Regions from separate parts of the Ovis aries genome. Here region 1 is linked to region 2. A link is a contact called in public Hi-C data. All regions are on one chromosome and are shown on one strand. The core of a region is the stretch at or near the end of the contact, and the rest is flanking DNA. Distances in the headings are between cores, read along the strand shown.

Region 1 (6,721 bases), core at 2,971-5,470, 160 kb before region 2:
CCTTCCATATGCCCAACAGGGACACCCAATAAGTTGACCAGCTAGAGCAAGTTGGGAGTAGAGAGGTAAGGTAAGTGCCCCAAAATGCTGCCTATCATTTGACAGTGGGCAACATGCCAGTTATTTCTATTATATTTTGAATCCTCAGTACACCTTAGAGAGGGAGATGTTGCTCTCATTTGAAAGGGAGGAAACTGAGATGTGAAGCAGTTTTTCTTAGATTAAGCCTACTAAGTGGTAGAATTAGGCTATGAACATGTTACCAGATTCCAAAGCTATATGATACAAGCTTCATCTTTATTGTGACTTAAAAATCTCAGCTTGAGATAGAACAAAGTATAATAGTATTTAGTTGAGAGGTGAAACATTTCCATTTGGTTAAAACTAAACTCATTTTTCAGAATTCTGTCCTTGTTATTGTCTTTTTCTCTTTCATTGTGTTAGCTGTCCGCTCCTTGTAGAAAAGTTCTGAATCTAGCGCTGTCATTCTGACCCCTCTCCTATGCTGTAGTCCTTTCTCCATTACTCCTTGGATGCTCTACTGTCACCTCAAATGTGGCATATTAATAATTAAACTTATTACTTCCTCCTCCCAATTTAATTTTCTTAGTCACTTGGGCTCAAAGTTTGGAGCCATCTTTGAATCTTTGGTAAAATTAGTTGTTGGACTCAACAATACTATTATGTATCCCATCCAGCTCTAAAATTCTAGTGTTGTTATTCTTATACCAAATACTCAGTCAAAATGAATCACTTTCTCTGCTTTGGCTCAAGAATAAATAAATTTGTGCTCAAACTGTTTTCTAGGATTATTTCTATATCTAACAGAGCATATTCTAGTCATCCATTCTTATGCATTCCCAAAGTCCATTTTAAATGCCATCTTTCTTTTTTTTTAAGATAGATAGCTGCCATTTAATGAACACATACTATGTGCCAAGCACTTGATATATTTTCACTTATTTTATTTTTATCTGTGCAGCACATCGGATCTTAGTTTCTCGAACAGGGATTGAACCCACACCCAAGCATTGGAAGCATAGAGTGCCAAGCACTGGAGTGCCAGAGAAGTCCCTAAATGCCATCTTTCTTTGAGCCTCCCAATTGGACTTCACAGTATTTGCTCTCTCCTTCAGGATCTAGAATATCTTTGTACCTTTCTCAGCATAGTTTACAGTACCCCCCCACACACAGACATGTGTTAAAATGTGTGTGTATGTGTGTGTTTGTGTGTGTGTGTGTGTATCAAGTGGGAAAAGGAGGATACTTGGTGAGGGATGGAGCCTGAATAAAGTGGGGAGGGCTCCATGACTGGGATGAGGACAGAGTTTGGGAGAAGGGGTAAGGGAAGAGAAAAAGGGGCTTGTGGTGGCTAGTTTGGGGGTTTCACACCTTAGTGGGGGTAAGGGCAGCATCCTCCAAAGGGAGAGATGGCAGCAGTGGTGATTGCTTAAATATAGGATAGGTGTTCAAACAATAAATATCTGAAAAATAGGATCTAGAATGTTCTCTGTACTAGAAAAGAGTTACAAATGTGGAAGGGAGGATAAACTATGACTAGAATAAACTATGTGATGCTAGATTGGAGGTATTACTGTGAAATACAGTTTTCAATATATGTTGTTAAAAAAAGAAATGACAGCTGTAAATGTATATGTGAGTACACATACACAGATGTACTGTATGTGTGTGTTAAGGTACAAGTATTCCCTAGCCGGAAACCCTAAGACAGCCTGAGTGGTGATACCCCAGTAATAGTGAGCATGCCTGCTGCTGCTGCTGCTGCTGCTGCTGCTAAGTCACTTTAGTCGTGTCCAACTCTGTGTGACCCCATAGACGGCAGCCCACCAGGCTCTGCCATCCCTGGGATTCTCCAGGCAAGAACACTGGAGTGGGTTGTCATTTCCTTCTCCAATGCATGAAAGTGAAAAGTGAAAGTGAAGTCAGTCAGTCGAGTCCGACTCTTAGCGACCCCATGGACTGCAGCCTACCAGGCTCCTCCGCTCATGGGATTTTCCAGGCAAGAGTACTGGAGTGGGTTGCCGTTGGCTTCTCCGGTGAGCATGCCTAGTGTTTCTAAATACCTTTCTCCACTAAAAGGAACCCCAGGCTCCCAGATCAATGGCAGCGAGTGCTGGGATAAAATGAGGCTTATCTTGTGCCAGGAAGTAAGGGAGTACACCAGAAATGATGGAGGTGTGTCAAAGGGCACAGAATAGTAAAGTGTTAATGAAGAATCTGGAGGCTGGAATAAATGTTATATAAAACTCTTTCAAATTTTCTATATTTAAAAATTGTTTTACATTGTGAAAGGATTTAAAACACACAAAGACATAGGGGCCAGTGTGAATGGGTAAATCCCACTGACCAACCTTGGGACACTTTGAACACCAAAGTAAACAATGATAAAAACAGATTATTACCCATTTAATCAAATAGGAAACTCTGAATTTATACTAATAGAAATAAATTAATTGAAAGTTTGATGAGTGGAAAAAATATAGTTTCAAAGAATTAACCCCACAAAGTAACTTATTCATTACAAAGAGGAAAAAAGTAACTACTGGGGAAGTCTTATTTTTGTTGTTTAGTCACTAGTGATAAGACTAAGAGTCACTGAGACTCTTTGTGAGCCGGTGGACTGCAGCACACCAGGCTTCCCTGTCCATCACCAACTCCTGGAGCTTGCTCAAACTCATGTCCATTGAGTCAGTGATGCCAATATTCATCTAATTCTCTGTTGCCCACTTCTCCTCCTGCCTGAGGTCTTTCCCAGCATCAGGGTCTTTCCCAATCAGTCAGTTCTTTGCATCAGGTGGCCAAAGTATTGGAGCTTCAGCTTCAGCATCAGTCTTTCCAATGAATGTTCAGGGTTTTTTCCTTTAGAATTAACTAGTTTGATCTCCTTGCAGTCCAAGGCACTCAAGGTTCTTCTGCAGCACCACAATTTGAAGCATCAGTTCAGTACTCAGCTTTCTTAATGGTTCAACTCTCACACCCCTGCATGACTACTGGAAAGACCATAGCTTTGACTATATGGGTCTTTATCAGCAAAATGATGTCTCTGCTTTTTAATATGCTGTCTAGGATTGTCATTGGAAGGACTGATGCTGAAGCTGAAGCTCCCAGGCGGCCCTAGTGATAAAGAGCCCACCTGCCAATGTCAGAGAGATGCTTGTTAGATCCCTGGGTTGGGAAGATCCCTTGGAGGAGAAAATGGCAACCCACTCCTCGCCTGGAGAATCCCATGGACAGAGGAGCCTGGCGGGCTACAGTCCATAGGGTCGCAAAGAGTTGGCAACTAATGAAGCGACTTAGCAACCAGGCATGTGCTTATTAGGAAGACATATAAAGTATTTAACCTTCCCTGGTGGTTCAGACAGTAAAGCTTCTGCCTACAATGCGGGAGACCCAAGTTCAATCCCTGGGCCGGGAAGATCCTCTGGAGAAGGAAGTGGCAACCCACTCCAGTACTCTTGCCTGGGAAATCCCATAGACAGAGGATCGTAGTAGGCTACAGTCCATGTGGTCGCAAATAGTCGGACACAACTGAGCAACTTCAAAGCATTTAGGGACAGTGTGGCACCCTCTCAGTAACTTAGATCTCAAATGGTTCGGGAAGGAAAAATGTTCTCTATACTAGAAGCACTTTTCTAAGCTTGCAATTATTTCAAAATAAAAATTGGAAAATTAGATTCAAAATGCTGAGTATGCTAGAAAAACTCAATTGACTTGGGGGCCAAGAGGTTGTTAATCCTAATTTTGCCCGTGGCTGGGGTGTGTGACCTTGAGCCAGGCCCCAGAGTTTCGGGCTGTAGGACTACAAAGCTATCTAGGGTCCCTTCCATGTCTACACCCACCCACCTACACTCCCTGCCTGAATTTCTCCAGGCTCTAGTCGTGTTCAGATGCCCGAAGGCTGTCCCCAAGGATTCTGGCTGGCGTTAGAAACAAACAAAAATGGGTGTGGCCAAGCTCTCCGGACTGCAAAACTGCTGCCCTGGCCTCAACTTGAGCCGCAGTCTCCTTCATCGCTCTTTCGGCGGTGGAGCACTCACGCCTGCCAGAGTGGGCGCTCGATAGCTCGGCCGCCGGCTGGCGGGGCCTTGGTCGGCGGTGCGGTTCGGGGCGCGCTCCCAATCGCTGGCTCCCGCCGCACTCCAGGCTCCGAGCTTTCCGGCCCCGCCCCGCTCGAGCCCCTCCCGCCCCGCTGTCTCGCAGTCGCCGCTGCCGGCGGGTCCCGGTGCTACCCTGCCGCACTGTGGAGCCGACAGCGTGGCTGGGCTGGGACGGGCGCTGAGTCGTGGGGGGGACGCCGGGGGCGAGCAGTCGGGAATCCCAAGAGTGAAGGCGGCTCCGGGCGCGAGGGGGCGGTGTCCGGGCTGCCTGCCGGCGGGGAAGAAACACACACCGGGGCCCTGCACCGTGAGTTGAGCTGCTTGGGGGTCCGCAGGGTGGTCGCGGCAGCCAAGAGGTGGAGGAAGTTGGGACCCCGGGAGCCGGAACGGATCGAAGGATTAGGTGTCCTGGTCGAAGGGGCTGGAGCCCGCCGAGGAGGGGATGGGCGCGGGGACGGCCGAATGGCCAGTGCAGCCGGTCCTTCCTCCTGGGCTCTGGGAAAGTGTGTTTCACCCGAGCACAACAGGTAGGCGTGGACTCTGGCCGCGCAGGCTGGAGCCCCTGGGCGTGCGGAGAAGGTCGGAAGGTCGGAGCCCGCCTAGCCCGCGCGCCGCTCCCCGGATCCGCCCTAGCGGCGCCCGCAACGGCGGGGGTTGGCTGGGAGCGGGGCCCCAACCCGGGCTTTGGGCGAGGTTCTCCGGGCTCCCGCGAGCAGCCCTGGAGGCGGGTTTCCTGAAGCAGTAGAGACTGGATACTTGATAGTCTTTCCTCGCAAAGAAAGCGAGGCTAGCTTTTGCCGGGCTAGCTTTTGCTTAGTACAAGGAAACATTTCTTACCCTACTTTCGGTCAGCGCAGCGTCATTGCAAGGGATTGTAAATTCTTTGGAAACTTTAAGAAGCGCTTTATGATACTAGTCACAGTAATGCACCTCTGGCAAGATGATTTTCATAACTGTCAAGTCGAATAGTGTGTGTCAGATGATTTGACCTCTTTTATGAAAGGTCATAATTATACATTCTTTTTCCGTTCAGTCATTTATTCAGCAAATATTCAGCGCCTTTTATGTTCAGGCTGAGCGCCCTTGAGGAGCTTAGAGCGTAGAAAAGACGTCAAAAGGAGGGAAAGGGGGGACCCGTAAGTATGGTTTAGAACTTTGTCAGGGAAAATACTCTGAAGAGATTAAAGTGGAAAGAAAGCAGAAGTGTCCTTGAAGCTGGGCATTAGGCGGATGGGGAAAGAATTGTCCTGTTTCGCAAACATTTTAGAAAGTATGTCTTTGAGAAAATGATTTTAGATCAGTATTGAAGCCGACAGTTATTTACATTTTAAACACCATGGATTTTTTTTTTTCCCCTTTAATGAAATGGGTAGCAGGCAGGGTTTATAACATAAGAATAGGGACAGTTGGAAAAAGTAGTTATTTGTATAGAGAGCTTTAGTGCTACAAGACTCCTGAATTGACAACAGACCTGAATTTTAGCTTAAGCGCCTCCACTACTGTTTATGAATCTTAGCTTACTTTTCTTTTCTTTTCATCTTTATATCTGACTTTAGTAACAGAAAATACATAGCCAGACTACTGCGCAAATAGTACATTCTCTAAGAAAAAAAATTTAAGAATTTTTGTCTTTAGGCAATGCACATATCTTCCTTTTTTCAGCTTTATTTCAAAAAGAGGACTGAGACAGTTTATAATCTTCATGAACTTACCTCTCCATGTCTTTAGGTGGTTAGGTCTCTTCATACTCTAAAATTCATTTATTCTAAATCCTAATGATTAACTAGTTTAAAGACATAGACTTTTTTTTTTTTTAAAAAAGACTTCATTGAATCTTCTTTCATTAACTATCCATAGTATAGTTAATGAGTTTGAACAGCCCCTTAGTGGGACCTTAGTCCTCTCATGTAAAAGCATTTCTACATTTTAAGGAGAGTGCCAAAACTGGGAAACTGTTATTAAATTTCACTTAAGAAATGAATTAACTGAGGCCTGAGGAATTAGTAGAGACTTGTTTGTAGCATTTAATTGAAGCTTTTGTCTAGTTGTAGTATTAAATTCATTGGAATTACACTAGGGGTCAGTAATTGACAGGCTGTGGGTCAGATCCAGCCTGCTGCCAGTTGTTATAAAGTTGTACTGGAACATAACCACACTGTTTTATCTATTTATAGCTGTTTATGTGTTGTTTATGAGTAGTCCTGATAGAGACTGTGTGGTGCATACAGCCTAAAGTATTTACTCTCTGGTCTTTTACAGGAAAGAATTGCTGACCCTGGACTAGAGCTCTACAAACTCTTAGTCACTGTATCTTTTGTGAGAGGATGTAGGTTAAGTTCAGTTTTTATTATTTTTCTTACTTTCTTTGTTGTGTCAGGTGGACTCCTGCATCCTACAAATGCTTCTGGATCCTAGATGTGTAATGTTGGAAAAAGGTCATGGCTTTTCAGTTATAATTACCTAGTAAGTTTTAATTTCAGCATTTCTCGCCTTTTGGAAGGCTAGAGAAAGGGAAGGATTTTTGTGTGTTTCTAACAACTTTATAACTTCTAGTTTTAATTTGGATCTGGTATGGACTGTTTTTTTTAATTTAGTAAGCTCTT
Region 2 (6,149 bases), core at 3,067-5,566:
GAAGACAGCATTAGTAAGAATTAGTTATCTCAAGCTAAACTTACTATCTTGTTCTTTTAACTTTCAATTTTGAAATAAGTTTCAGTTCAGTTCAGTTCAGTCTCTCAGTCATGTCCAACTCTTTGCGACCCCATGAATCGCAGCACGCCAGTCATCTCTGTCCATCACCAACTCCTGGAGTTAACTCAAACTCACGTCCGTCGAGTTGGTGATGCCATCCAGCCATCTCATCCTTTGTTTAGACACACACAAAAAAAGAGAGTTCCTACATATATGGAGTTACCCATGTTCCCAAAATGTTACTAGGGTGCATAGTTGAAATAAGTGAGTTTCAAGAAGGCAATTGACAATATTTCCTCCAAAATTTTGGATATAAATATGTTCATTTTGTATTATAAGACTCAATTTTGGTTTTCATTTTCTTAGCATTGTGACTTTTTAAACAAAAGAACATTAAAATTCCTATCATCAAGGAGGAAGTAAGCAGGTCAGGTTATAAATACTGTTAGGTAAAGCTGTTACCTGAACAACTACACCATGAGAATGTTATTTAATGGATAAATAACTGCTTGGTAAAAGGTTTATCATTCATCAGAGCCTTTGTTTCGGCCATATTCTGTCCAACACCTTTATCTAATTGACTACTAACAAAGAATTTGGGGGGACGGCTGATACCTTTCACTACCCAGACAGGATTCAAAGAGATTGCCATAGGATGCACCATTGACCCAGAACCAACAAGACAAAATTTAATAAGTCTAAATATTAAGGAAAAAAATATCAACTGCGAAATTAAAAGACTGAAGGAAAGTTGGCTTGGCAGTTCAGGGAGCAAGAAGTAAGGACTTTAGTTCAGCAAAGTCTGTAGATGTGAGTGTCACTCTCTGAACCTAATGCAATGGATGATGGCATTCCTCTGTCCAGGTCTGACCACCTTTAAAACACATTTTCAGGCTTAGGAGTTCTTAGTTAAAGTATGTCAGAAGACATCAGAACATGACCAAGGAGGGTAAAGCCATTGCAGGAACTAGACTTATTTTGCCGGGAGAAGAGAGGGTATGGGAATCATGACTGTTGTCTTTGTTTGGTGACATGTCCTATGGAAGAGGGGGCAGACCTAGGATGCCACACCAGAGAGCTGAACTAATAATGTAATATTATTAACAGCAGGCACTTTTGAGTGTTTATTTAATATGTGGTAGGCATTTATATGCTTTATCTTGTTTAATATAATTATTCTACTTGGGGTTAGTTTCTATTATCATCTTAATCTTATACATTAGGAAAACAAAGCTCAGAGAGGCCAAGGCAACATATACAACAAATCAAAGTAGCTGATGTCTATAGTGAATTAATATTTGTAATACATTTAGAAGGGTGTTAGGACATGATAAGTACCTAATAAAATCTAGCTGCAAGAATAGTAAGTATTATACTAATTATATTTAAATATTATTGTTGTTGTATTGACTTAGGCCGGTGGTTCTCAGCCTTGAGCCTTGGCTATTCAACTGAATCACTTCAAAAAATACTGATGTCCAGATTCTATGTTCAGAGACACTGATTGAACTGGCCTGAGAAATGTCCTGAGCATCTGACATTTTAAAGTTCCCCAGGTAAAGAAAACATTCACAAAGACACATCTGATAAATACTGTTATCAAAATATACAAAGAACTCTTAAAATTCAACAATAAGATGAAAAATCAGCTTAAAAAATGGGCAACAGATCCGAACAGACACCTCACTGAAGAAGATACACAGATGACAAATAAGTATATGAAAAGATTAAAAGAAAAGTATATACTTTCATAAGTATATGAAAAAAATATGTTCCATATCACGTCAGTAGGGATTTGCAAATTAAAATAATATACCATTATACATCTGTTAGGATGGTGGGCAAAATCCAAAACACGGACAACAACAAATGCTGAAGGGACTGTGGAGCAATAGCAACTTTTACTGCATATGGAAATGCAAAATGGGGGAAATTCCTTGGCGGTCCAGTGGTTAGGACTCAGTGCTCTTGATCCTTGGTCAGGGAACTAAGAGCCCACAAGATGCTTGGCAGTGTCAACAAAAAGCAAATGGTACAGCTACTTCAGAAGACAGTTGAGCAGTTTCTTATAAAAGTAAACATATTCTTGCAGGAGGGAGAAAGAATTAGTTAAAGGTAGTCAAAAGGTACAAATTTCTAGTTATAGTAAAAAATATGTGCCAGGAATGTAATTTATAACATAATAATGATAATTAACAATGCTGAACATTATAAGTGAAAGTTGCTAACAGATTAAGTCCTAAGAGTTCTTTTTCATCACAGGGAAGAAGTATTTTTTAATCTGTAATGTGTTATCTATATGAAATGATGGATAGGTTCATCAAACCTATCGTGGTAATCATTTCATGACATATGTAAGTCAATTAATTATGTTGTGTTCCTTACGATTACACAGTGCAATGTGTTAATTAAATCTCAATAAAAATGGAAGAAAAAAAAATTCTTACCATACAATCCAGCAACTGTGGTCCTTAGTATTTATCCAAATGAGTTGAACACTTATGTCCATGTAAAAACTTGCACCTGGGTCTTTATAGCAGTACTTTTATCGCCAAAACTTGGAAACATTCAAAATGTTCTTCAGTAGGTGGATGGATAAACTCTGGTACTTCTAGACAACAGAATATTATTTGGCCCTAAAAACAAGCAAACAAAACAAAAAAAGAGTTATTAAGCCATGAAGAGAACCTTACATGCACATTATTAAATGAAAAAAAACCAATATGAAAAGGCTATATATTATATGATTTCAACTATGCAACATTCTGAATAAGGTAAAACAACAGACTCAGTGAAAAGATTAGTGGTTGTTAGGGGCTAGATGAGAGTGGAATGAATAGGTAGAGCACAGGTGATTTTCAGGGCAGTGAAAATATTCTGTATGATATTATAGTGGCGGATATGTCAAGATATGTTTGTCTAAACCCACAGAATATATACAACACTAAAAGTGAACTCTAATGTAAACTATGGAATTTGAGTAATAATGGTTTATTGACATACATTCATTGTCAGAAATGTACTAGGTCATGGAGTACTTTTGACAGCTGTGCATGTATAGGGGCATTTATAAAACATTTGCATGTATAAAACATTTTTAAGATTTATTTCTTCTCCATAGGAACTGTCTTCCTATTGCCAAAAACTAGACCCTTTCTCTCTCCACTGCTGGAGGATTTTTCCAATCTCCCAGTTAATCTCCTTTTCAAGGTAGTTCCTATTAGCTGTTCTGGTCACTCTCGCCCTATACATCTTTGTAAGACTCTTTAGAACTTTTCCAGTCAATGTTCTAGTCCAGAACTTGCTACTTTACCTCAGCATAAATTCTGTATCGCACACATTTAAGTCCCTGCTGACTTTTGCTCCTATTTTCTCCATCATTGCTTAACGCTGGTTTTTGCTTGAGGCACAGGTCCTCTTTCCTTTATTTTACAACTGATCAGGCTTTGCTTTCTTCTTCCTCCTCCCTTGTAGTGTTCACTTTATACCCATTTCTTCGGGGTCCAAATAAATGCCACTTCCTCCTTGAAGATTTTCCTGGCAGCTCCAAGTCACATTCACAGCTCTCAAATAATCATTCTTATGTGCTGTAGTTGGGACAAGATAGTGGAATCCTCAACTCTTATCTCTTAATTTGACCTATGAGCAGGAGACCTAGGAACTTTACCTGCTATAGTGGGACATGTATCTATAGACATTCGAGGCGCAAATGCGTAATTTACAAAATACTAGTTCTTCAAAGATATGCAGCAGCTCCTCTGCTTAAAGGAACACGCCTCAAATACTAATACGCATTTTTGTTTTTTAAATACAGTGGGTGTAGGAGCATGGTTTACTTATCTCACAAACCAAGGGATTCATTTCTTGATTAAAAAAAAAAAAAGAAAGCTATATCACATTTCCAACTAATTACGTCTCAACTGTCTCCAAGAGCTTCTCATACGCAGGCATGTTTTGTTTTCAACGCGTGTGAAATAAAACGTTCGAAGGGACTAACTACAGACATACTTAATATCACAACCCATAGGAAAAAGTCGAAAACACACTCGAGGTACTGCTGCTTCCTGGGAACGCCACCGGGCCTGAATTCAAACCTTTTGGAACCTCAGCTCTCTCGTCTGTACAGTGGAGAGGATACTCGACAATATTTACCTCCCAGGGTTGTGGTCAAAGGTTTTCTTTCTGAACTGCCGGGCAGTTTGCCTCCCAGGACCGAAGGGTGGCGCTTTTCTTCCCGCGATGCACTTCCGTGCGCGAGGAGGGGAGACCAGCGAGGAGGAGAAGCTCTCGCCGGAGGCCGGGTCCCAGAGGCGGGAGGCCGGGCCCGGACAGGTTGGGCCGCAGCTTCGACGTGCAGCGTTGGGGCTTTCAGCAGGAGCACGCCAAGTGTATACACACCGTGCAAAACACGCTGAGCGTGCGTGCACCCGTATGTGCGCGGTGCTGGGAGCGCGCTTCAATTGACAACGAAACGTGAAGGCGCAGAGCGTACGAAAGGAAAGCGACAACTGACGAGGCCGAGGGAGCCGGAGACCTTCTGTAGCGGCGACGAAGCTACCGGGCGCTCCGCGCCCCTGCGCCTCGGGCCGACGGGTCTCCACAGCGCCCCACGTGGCGGCCAGCGGGGTCGCAGCCAGCGCAGCCCATTTGCTCCGCCTCCGCGGCGCACTGCTGCCCTCCTCAGCTTCCCCGCCCGGCTCTCCCCCGACCCTCTTCCCTTCCCCCTCCCGGATCGCGATGGACGCGGTCTCCCCCCGCCGCCGCCGCTGGCAGCACGGCGCGGGCCTCTAAGCTGCAGGCCTCTGGAGCCGCGTGCCGGGGTCGGGACGTGAGCTGGCTGCCGCCGGTCTGGGGAACCTCTGGCTTTCCTGTCAGCAGGTCCCCGCGGAGGAAGGGGAGGGACAAGGCGCGGCTTTTCCTGTGCCGCCAGCCCGGCTCGACCTGCGCGGCCTGCGGCTTCCTGGGAACTCGAGGGCCGCGGCCGGGCCTGGCTCAGCCCGCGGCCTGCTTGGAGCTGGACCGGAGCGGTTTGAGACGACGGGCCTGGGTAAGAGCTTGAGGAAAGGGGACGCAGGAGCGCCTTCGGCGGTCGGAAGGGTCAGGCCTGGTTCCGGGATCAGGGATGCCTGGCGGTAGCCCGGGAGCGAGACCCCAGCCCCTGGTGAGGTCGGCGGGCTGCCGCCGACTCACCCGCTTGGCCCCTTTGTTTACCTCCCCCGACTCTGCCCACGGCGGGCCCCGGCTTGTCCGAGCCAGAGCCCATGGCTGGCCCGCCTTGTCCTTGAGAAAGGATCGCCGCCCGACGGGGCCAGGGACGTCCCCCCGGGCCTCGGAGTTCCGGGCGCCGCTCCCGGGAGACCCATCGCCCTGCCTGCTCCGGCCTCCTTCTCTCGGGTAGAGAGGCTCGCAGCTCCACCTCCAAAACTTACCCTCCTCCTCGACACAGGTAGCTAACTTAGCCGGGTTTGGTTCGGGAAAACCGGAGCGCAGTGCCTGCGTCTCCCGGCGCCGGGTCGGCTGGGCCCCGAGTTTTGGGTCACCCTTGCAGATCGCCGCCGTTGGGTGCCCACCGGAACCTGCCGCTGGATTTATGCACCTGCAGCTGGGTTACGAGGGACCCAACGCTGTCCTCTCGTCAGAGTGCTTTTGAGTTTTTGTATTGATTTGCCAGTTGGGGCTGCTTCTCTGTTGTTGGCTGCTGTTGTTTTTAACCAACTGCCCCGTTCGGTGAGGATGGGTAAAGAGGACCGCAGATTGGCCTGTGTTCTGATCTGTAACGTGTTAGTCCATTGCACTTACTTGTAGCATTTCTTTTTAAACTTTTAAGAACAGTTGCTGCTACTGCCAAAATTCCTAATCAAATCATAGATAGATCTTGTATATTGTTTGTATTTGGACATCTTAAGGATAGCAGTAAATTAAATCAGCAGAATTTAAGAAGTTGAAGTTAATTTTAGAGACTTGATTTGGAGGGGAATTGGATCAAAGTGCTAAGTTTCCTTAAAATACTGAATCTAATCCTTATCAGAAGATCAGCTTTGGGTGACGGAGGGGGAAGGAAGTTTTCTGGGGAAAAAAAGAACCCTTAG

The links. A called contact is a pair of places that touch in the nucleus more often than the background predicts.
Region 1: a Hi-C map of hypothalamus shows a contact between it and region 2, with 2.8 times the contacts expected there. The contact joins the promoter of HEATR5A here to the promoter of HECTD1 in region 2. A contact is called at or near these places in 2 of 16 Hi-C or Micro-C datasets (hypothalamus and skin fibroblasts).

What each region holds. Positions count from the first base shown.
Region 1 is chr18:39,708,140-39,714,860 of ARS-UI_Ramb_v3.0, reverse strand. It overlaps HEATR5A (HEAT repeat containing 5A), which reads left to right and starts at 4,220. Exons shown (of 37, transcript XM_060401783.1): 1 at 4,220-4,425; 2 at 6,378-6,444.
Region 2 is chr18:39,551,792-39,557,940 of ARS-UI_Ramb_v3.0, reverse strand. HECTD1 (HECT domain E3 ubiquitin protein ligase 1) reads left to right here and starts at 4,316. Exons shown (of 41, transcript XM_060401749.1): 1 at 4,316-5,107.